2 separate regions of the Anas platyrhynchos genome follow, and region 1 is linked to region 2. A link is a contact called in public Hi-C data. All regions are on one chromosome and are shown on one strand. The core of a region is the stretch at or near the end of the contact, and the rest is flanking DNA. Distances in the headings are between cores, read along the strand shown. Region 1 holds the start of UBAP2 (ubiquitin associated protein 2). Region 2 overlaps UBAP2 (ubiquitin associated protein 2).

Evidence for each region. A called contact is a pair of places that touch in the nucleus more often than the background predicts.
Region 1: a Hi-C map of skeletal muscle shows a contact between it and region 2, with 5 times the contacts expected there. The contact joins the promoter of UBAP2 here to the enhancer-like site in region 2. A contact is called at or near these places in 3 of 8 Hi-C or Micro-C datasets (liver, skeletal muscle and subcutaneous adipose tissue).

What each region holds. Positions count from the first base shown.
Region 1 is chrZ:8,914,551-8,918,479 of IASCAAS_PekinDuck_T2T, reverse strand. UBAP2 (ubiquitin associated protein 2) reads left to right here and starts at 1,964. Exons shown (of 29, transcript XM_072030794.1): 1 at 1,964-2,096.
Region 2 is chrZ:8,853,842-8,857,663 of IASCAAS_PekinDuck_T2T, reverse strand. It overlaps UBAP2 (ubiquitin associated protein 2), which reads left to right. Exons shown (of 29, transcript XM_072030794.1): 15 at 410-620; 16 at 1,805-1,844. Among named protein-coding and RNA genes, the nearest start is that of UBAP2, 61 kb to the left of the region's middle. Within about 2 kb of position 1,868, at least 1 of the 8 cell types and tissues checked has an H3K27ac peak or open chromatin away from gene starts, as enhancers often do.

The DNA.
Region 1 (3,929 bases), core at 715-3,214, 61 kb before region 2:
CTCTGCTCTGTCACCCCCTCGCAGCTCTCCATCAGTCTCTGGCATCCTCTTGTTCTCCCTTTTCCTCCTGCGTTGCAGCTATCCCTTGCCATGACGCCTTCTGAGAATCCTCCATGTCAATGTGGTGCCTCCCTGTGTTCAACCCAGCCAAAGAGCCTAATGCTTAAAAATCATAGAATCGCAGAATCATTAAGGTTGGAAAAATACCTCCAGGATCATCTGCTCCAACCGTCCCCCTACCACCACTGTCACCCACTGAACCCTGTCCCCAAGCACCACGTCCAATCTTTCCTTCAATACCCACAGGGACGGTGACCCCACCACCTCCCTGGGCAACCTGTCCCAGTGCCTGACTGCTCTTTCTGATAAATGTCTCTTCATTTTCAGCCTGAACCTCCCCTGGTGCAACTTGAGGCTGTTCCCTGTAGTCCTATTGCTAGCTATCTGTGAGCAGAGGCTGACCCCCAGCTCCGCACACCTTCCTTTCAGGTAGCTGTAGAGAGCCATAAGCTCTGTCCCGAGCCTCCTCTTCTCCAGACTGAACACCCCTAGTTCTCTCAGCTGCTTCTCACAGGACTTGTGCTCCAGGACCCTCACCAGCTTCACAGCCCTCCTCTGGACACGCTCCAGGCCCTCGAGGTCTTTCCTGTTGTGAGGGGCCCAAAGCTGAACACAGCACTCGAGGTGCGGCCTCACCAGAGCAGAGTACAGGGGGACGATCACCGCATCCAGCTGGGAACCAGAGTGCAGCGGGACGACAGGGTTGTTGTGACCAAAGGGCAGGAGCCAGCACTTAGCCACATTGAACGTCCTCCCACTGGCCTCTGCCCATCAATCCGACCTGTCCAGGTCCCTCTCAGGGCCTTCCTACCCTGTGGCAGATTGACGCTTCCCCCCAACTTGGTGTCATCTCCAAACTTACTGAGGGTACATGCAATTCCCTCGTCCAAATCATCCATAAAGATATTAAAGAGAATGGGTCCCAACACCGACCTCTGGGGAGCACCACTTGGGACTGGTTGCCAGCTGGATTTCACTCCATTTTTAACTTCACATAATACAGGTGCAATGTAATATAATAGAGGTTAAACTGTGTTTAACTGCAAATAATATCAGTGCAGAACTGGTTCCTATTTCTGCACTGTTTGAGCATTGCTCTCAGCAGGCATAGTAAGTGGCAGTAACAGAACCCTTTGATTTTCTGTTCATGAGGACAACTTGGGACACCAAATGGGTCTGCAGTGAATCCTCTGGGAGTGAAATAACTGGAGAAGGACCAGCAGGGCTCTGGAAAACCCTGAGCTTGTGTTGGTTTCAGGAATAGTATGAGGAATAGTGCAGCCAGCAAGACCAGGGAGGTGATCGTCCCGCTGTATTCTGCTCTGGTGAGGCTGCACCTTGAGTGCTGTGTTGTTTTGGGTTCCTTGCTACAAGAAGGACATTGAGAGCCTGGAGCACGTCCGGAGAAGGGCTGTGAAGCTGGTGAAGGGCCTGGAGCACAAGTCCTGTGAGGAGTGGATGAGGGAATGGGTATGTTCAGTCTGGAGAAGAGGAGGCTCGGGACAGAGCTTCTACAGCAACCTGAACGGAAGGTGTGCGGAGGTGGGGGTCAGCCTCTTCTCACAGATAACCAGTGATAGGACTAGAAGGAACGGCCTCAAGTTGTGCCAGGGGAGGCTCAGGTTGGCAATGAGGAGCCATTTCTGCTCAGAAAGAGCAGTCAGGCACTGGGACGGGTTGCCCAGGGAGGTGGTGGGGTCACCGTCCCTGGGGGTGTTGAAGGAGAGGTTGGACGCGGTGCTTGGGGACAGGGCTTGGTGGTGACACTGCTGCTAGGGGGCGCTTGGAGCAGGGACGCGTGAGGCGCCCCCCCCTCACTGCCCGTTACGGCCGTTAACGTTCCCCCCCCCGCGCTCCCCCCCCCTCCCTCTAGGAAGGGGGCGTGGCCACCCCTCCCCTTCCGCCGCGCGGGAGCAGGCGGTGCCCCGGTCACGTGCGGGGGAAGGGGCGGGGCTTCCCCTCGCCTTAGCTCACGTGGTGCCGGGGCGGGGAGGGGGGGCGAGGCGGAAGGGCCGGCGGATGGGCGCGCGCTGCTGGTGCGTGAGGGCCGCGGCGCGCGGGGACCGGGGGGGGGGGGATTTAAAAAAAAAAAAAGGGGAGGGGAGGGGGGGGGGGGAGGCGCGCGTGCGGCGTCACGTGACGAGGACGGGGGGGGGGAGAGAGCGAGAGAGAGGCGCGCGCGTGGAGGCGAGGTCACGTGACGGCGGTGGGCGCTGCTGCTTTGTGAGCACATTGGGCAGGTACCGGGGGGGGGCAGCGCGCGCCAACTCCCCCCCTCCCTCCCCCCCCCCCCCCTCCTCCTCCTCCTCCTCCACCCCCCCCCCCCTCCCTCCCCTCCCGCTCCCCCCTCCCCTCACGTAACCGCCGCGCGGTTCGGTAACGTCCGGCGCCGCTCGGTAACGCTCGGGCCCGGCTCTGAGGGGGGCTCAGCAGGGGGAGCCCCCCCCCCCTCCCCTCCTTCCCCCCCCCTCTTCCCCAAACCCAACCCAACCCCGCTCCATTTTGTGGGGGTCTCTCTGCCGGGGGTCTCCTCGGGGTTTGGGGTGGCGGGGTGAGGTGTCCCCCATCGCCCCGGGGGCTGTGTGTGTGTGGGGGGGGAGCCGGGAGCAGGAGCTGAGGCAGGGCCCGTGTGGTGGTGGTGGGGGTGTGGGGGGGTGCACAGGGCCCGGTGCTCCCGGCCGGAGCCGGTGGTGACCGCAGGGAGCAAACCACCACCAGGAGGTCGAGGTGATTTTATTTTATTTTATTTATTTTATTTATTATTTATTTATTTATTTATTTTTTTCCAAGGGCAGAAATCGGAGCTGGATGCGAGGGAGGTGAGGTGGGGGGGGGTATGGGGGGGTTGAGGTTGGGAGGATGTGCAGGCCCGGAGGAGTTGCACTTTCCGCTGAAATGGAGCCCTGCACGGCGAGCGGCAGCAGCTCGGCCCCTTTTCGTTTATTTATTTATCTATCTATTTATTTATTTATTTATTTTTCATATTTATTTACCAGCCCCCCCCCACTCCTTCCTTCAGCGGTTCCCGCAGTTGTACCGCGTTCTCCGGAGGAATCTGGGGTTCAGGATTCCTACCTGACTGACTCAGTATTTGTGCCTCAGCCTGAGCTCTCTGATGGTGGTGGTTTGACCCAACTTGTTTAAGGAATTTTATTTTTAACCTTACCCTAGGTAACTTTGGAGCAAGGGAGGCTCAGTCAGCTTGCAGCGTTAATGATGTTTTGGGACTCATGGAGGGTTACACGGAGGAACTGGATTAACTGGTGTAAACTGATGTTGATGTGTAGTCTGGAAAATGGGCGAGCTTTTGGGAACTTCAAGGAGGGAGGGAGGAGTGGGAATTGGGCAAGCTCTGTTCTCCTTTATTTTAGCTTCACTTTTATCAGCCTATTGATTACAAAATTCTTTAATAAAAACAAAACCAGAGAAATGCAGGAATGTAGGCAGTTTCACTTGCATTGTTTTGGCCGGGCTTCGAAAAAGCTCCTGGTGCCATGAGTTGCAAAAGTATTTGACTGTTCCAGATTGGAGTTTGATTTACTGCTACAACCTAGAGGGAAGCTAAGAAAAATCCCATCAGCAAAATCTTGCCATTTACTAGAATCTACTGTTTCTTGGTTTTATTTTTTTTAGTTCTCCTTTTTTTTTTTGGAGTTGTAGAAGTAATTCTTGATGTTTTCTATTTCTTTCATGGACTTTTACATGATGTTTTCCTCATTAAATACTGTTTTTGCTCTGTTTTATTTTTGTTGCTGGTGTCCCCCTAGTGATAGTGATCACAGCAGAATAATATGCCGATTAATAGTGCTTCAGAAGTGTACATATCATGGCATATTAGTCTGCATATATGCCATATATGGCAATAGTCT
Region 2 (3,822 bases), core at 619-3,118:
TTCATTTCTAGTTCCATAAATTCTGTTTTTTAAACTAAACCCTCTGCATGTTTTGTTTTTTTTTTTACTCTTTGCATATTGTGTTAGACTGCTACTCTAATGTTAGATTTCTATTCTAAGAAGACTAGGTGTTTATCATACTCTGGCCTTCATGGATCTAGTTGATTAACAAAGAGGTTATGATCATTAATTTATCCTTTGAGAGGATGGAAATAAGTTGCAAAATTGTTTAAAAAAAAAAAGAAAAAAAGAAAAATTGTATTTACTCATGATTTTTTCTAATATAAATAGTGTAAATTCGACTGTTTCAGTTTAGTAAGTTTTAGATAACTGTGTAGGAGCTGATACTATCACGAAGGTGTTTGATATCTCATTTACCATTGTGGTAAATAACTTTTACTTTTTCCAGTGATCCTTTGAATACCTCTTTGCCAATATCCAATACAGTACAGGAGTCCACCTACACAACCTCTGCCATCACCTCTTCCAGCCTGACCTGCTCATCCCAGAGCACTAGCCCGGTAACAACAACTTCCTCCTATGAACAGACTTCTGTGCATAGTAGGATAGCGTACCAAAGCTCCATGGCTTCATCTGAACCACCCCCTGTTGCAGTTACGGTGAGTGAACTTCAGCAATAAGACCTAGAAAGAGGTAAAATGATCTTACCTGCTTTAGACTCGTATAACCCTGCTATGTCCATGCTTTCAACCAAGTTAAGTGGTTTTTGCAATTCGCAAGCCCACCCTGTTATTTATGCTTTCCTTTCCTATTGTGTAGCCATTTTGGGCTATCCTGTATTTGGGATGAGAGAGCCTCTGATTTTATGGGTCTTGACATCTTAAATGGCTGTCTGACCTTTTTTCTTAGTAACACTTAGTAACACAATATTTCAGTTGAGTTTCCTTCCCCGAAGCTTAGCTTTTATAAAAGGAACTCACTCTCTATATAAATATTAGTCATGGTATTTTGCCATAACTTGACAGCTTCTATCCAAACGCATATAATTCCTTAAATTTATAAGGAATCTATCAAATAGATCTAAAATGGTTTTTGGCCCCTCCAGCATTATTCTTTTGTTGGATTTAAACACCAATAGGAATTAGTATTGTTTCCTTTTAAAAGGGTAGGGTGAGATCTGATCTAGGATAGGTGATCTCTTGGGAGATATTTAAAAGCACCTACTCTTTGTACGTGGAAATTAGGTTTGTTTAAAGAGAATTTATTGAATGTTTAAGGAACTTGTGAGAGTTTGTAAGTTTATTTACTTCTGGCCTTTGTTATGTAATGGCTCAGTCACACTTGTCTTCTGCACTAGCTCGTATGTACTGGTGAGGATCAAGCATAGACTATCCACTTCTGTACTCCAGCGTTATCCAAAAAACAACTGGTGCTTCTCAAGTCTTATCTTTCAATGGAAAAAAATTGGCGTCTGTGTAACTTGGATAGTTAAAATTGTGAGTTGCATTAGATCAAAAGCACAACCATTTCCTATATGTTAATGCAATCCTTTCTTTCATATTGGTGTGAACCTGAAGTTTGTTATATACAGTACATGGGAAGGTCTCCTGATGATGGGTGTAGTATGGGCAGTGTATGGGATTCTGTATGTTCAGGACACCTTGCACTTGAGAACTTTATTATGTGGTTTTGTTAAAGGCAGTAAAAAGCTAATTTTCTTCCTTTTTTCTTTTTCAATTTAGAACAAATATAGAATTTTGCATGAAGCATGTTAAATGTGTGATTCATTTGGAAAATACAATATACTTCTGAGATGATTTATTCATTTCTCATTTGTTTACAGAATGGGCACAGTGGTGTTAGAACACAGGCAGCTCTTGACAGTAAGTTTACAAAGCTTGTATGTGTACAGGACTCTTTCTAATCTTTCATTATAACTTGGTATGCACATGATTGTAGCAATCACATCTGGTTTGAGGTTTTGTATAGTTCTGACTAATTGTTGGCTGATCAATGAGAGTTTATTTTGTACTTGCACAGGATGAACTGCTTGCTTATTGGAGAAAACTGAAATAGGGAAGCAGCTCTACCGAATCTAGATCCAGTGTGTGTAACGCTGAGCAGTCTTAAGCATTAGAAAAGCTGCTTTGCTTCTGCTTTTTTTCCTTTCTGGATTTCTCTACTGCAAATTATTTAACATACAATTCCTTATACATTCTTTCAGCTCTTGTTTGGAAAGTCGTAATTAGAATTTAGTGATAATGAAACAGTCACATTCTTCAAAAGCACCTCTTGCTGGTGTAGGGAATAAGGGTGACTAACATGCTCCCTCTGCTGGGTTGCTTGCTATCTTACAGTAGAGTAACAATAATACATTGTTGGCTCTGTTACTATTCTCTTCATCTTGGCCTTTTTTTTTTTTGTGTGTGTGGTACTTTACTTGTAGCACCCCAGTAGCTCCCTTACCAGAGTCAAAATAATTTATATCTAGTTTTCACTCTTCTTGACTTCTATATTCTGGTTTATGGAAGTTTCCAGCAGCTTGGATTAAAAGCTTTTGGAATTCGAACACTTCAGTTTTAACTCTATCTATCTTTTAAACATCTGAGGTATGTCAGCAGCAGGACAGCTTTTTTTTTTATATATATTTCTGAGTACCAAGAACCTGAGTATTCAGACCTAAGAACTGTTTTGTTAATGCCAAGTTCTGTCTAAGTGAGCATGAGGAAGGGTATATGCCTAAAGAGTTACTTAGTAAAGATTGTAATGTATAGAACAGCTTTTCAAATAGAAAATTTATTTACTCTTACGTATAGAATTCATAATTTTGGAAATTCACTATGGGATTGGTCTTTTTTCTATGAAAAACATCTGAGAATTTCTAATATTTTTAAATTATTGTTCAACGTTTTTATTAGTCCCTTTTTCAATGCTGGTTCCCTTTTACAACATTTTTGTTTTTCCTCTATCTCAGGTCCATAAACCAGAATCAGTCTTCTACTGTGTATCTATTTCATGTGTCCAAACTATTTTGAAGTTCTGTTTTTGTAAACATATGAAAGCACTGACTGTTTTCCTTCTGTATATGCCACTAATATCCTTAGTTGGTCATCTTTCATCTTTCCTACTGCTGCTCTTTAATGTCCAGGCTTTATCCTTCCTAAACATGAGGCTGTTCAGAAGATGCTTGGATTATAATTCTACCGTCCTATTTGTCTTGTGGTTTTCTTTTCGTCTGGCACATCATGTTCAGGCATTGTTAAAATGAAGACCTTTATACTGGGGTTATCTACTTTGATTTCAAGGAGTGAATCCTGACCTAATTGTATTGAGAGTTATAAGTGGTGTTTACTTATTTTTATATGAATGTTTCCAGGATGTATCAGGTGATACAGATTTGTTCTTCATAGCTAGGTTTTTGCCACTTGAATTTCCTTTGTCAGTTACACATATGCTTATGGCCAAAGTCAAGACCTCATAATTTGTTTGCATAGCAGCTGATCCAGCAACCTGGCTTCTCTCATTTAGGGAGAAAACAATTAATGTGAACAGTGATGCTTAACTTCTAAGCAGACTCTTGTTTGGTGAGCATTCTGACTGTCTGACTTCACACACATTCCAAGATAGCAGTGATCCACCAGGTGGTGATCTTCAGTGTTTTATTAAAGCATGGCCCAGCATAAGGCAGGGCTCAACTTTTTCTGAGATTTATTGGTGTGCATGTTTGTCTAATTCTGTGCATTATCCTCCCTCAGAGGGCAAGAGATAGCAGTGTATAGAAACAAATGGAGGAATTGTTCTGTGTCTTGTTTCAGTACAGTGTTCCTTTGGAAAGGTGAATTGGTGGTAAATAAATCCTAT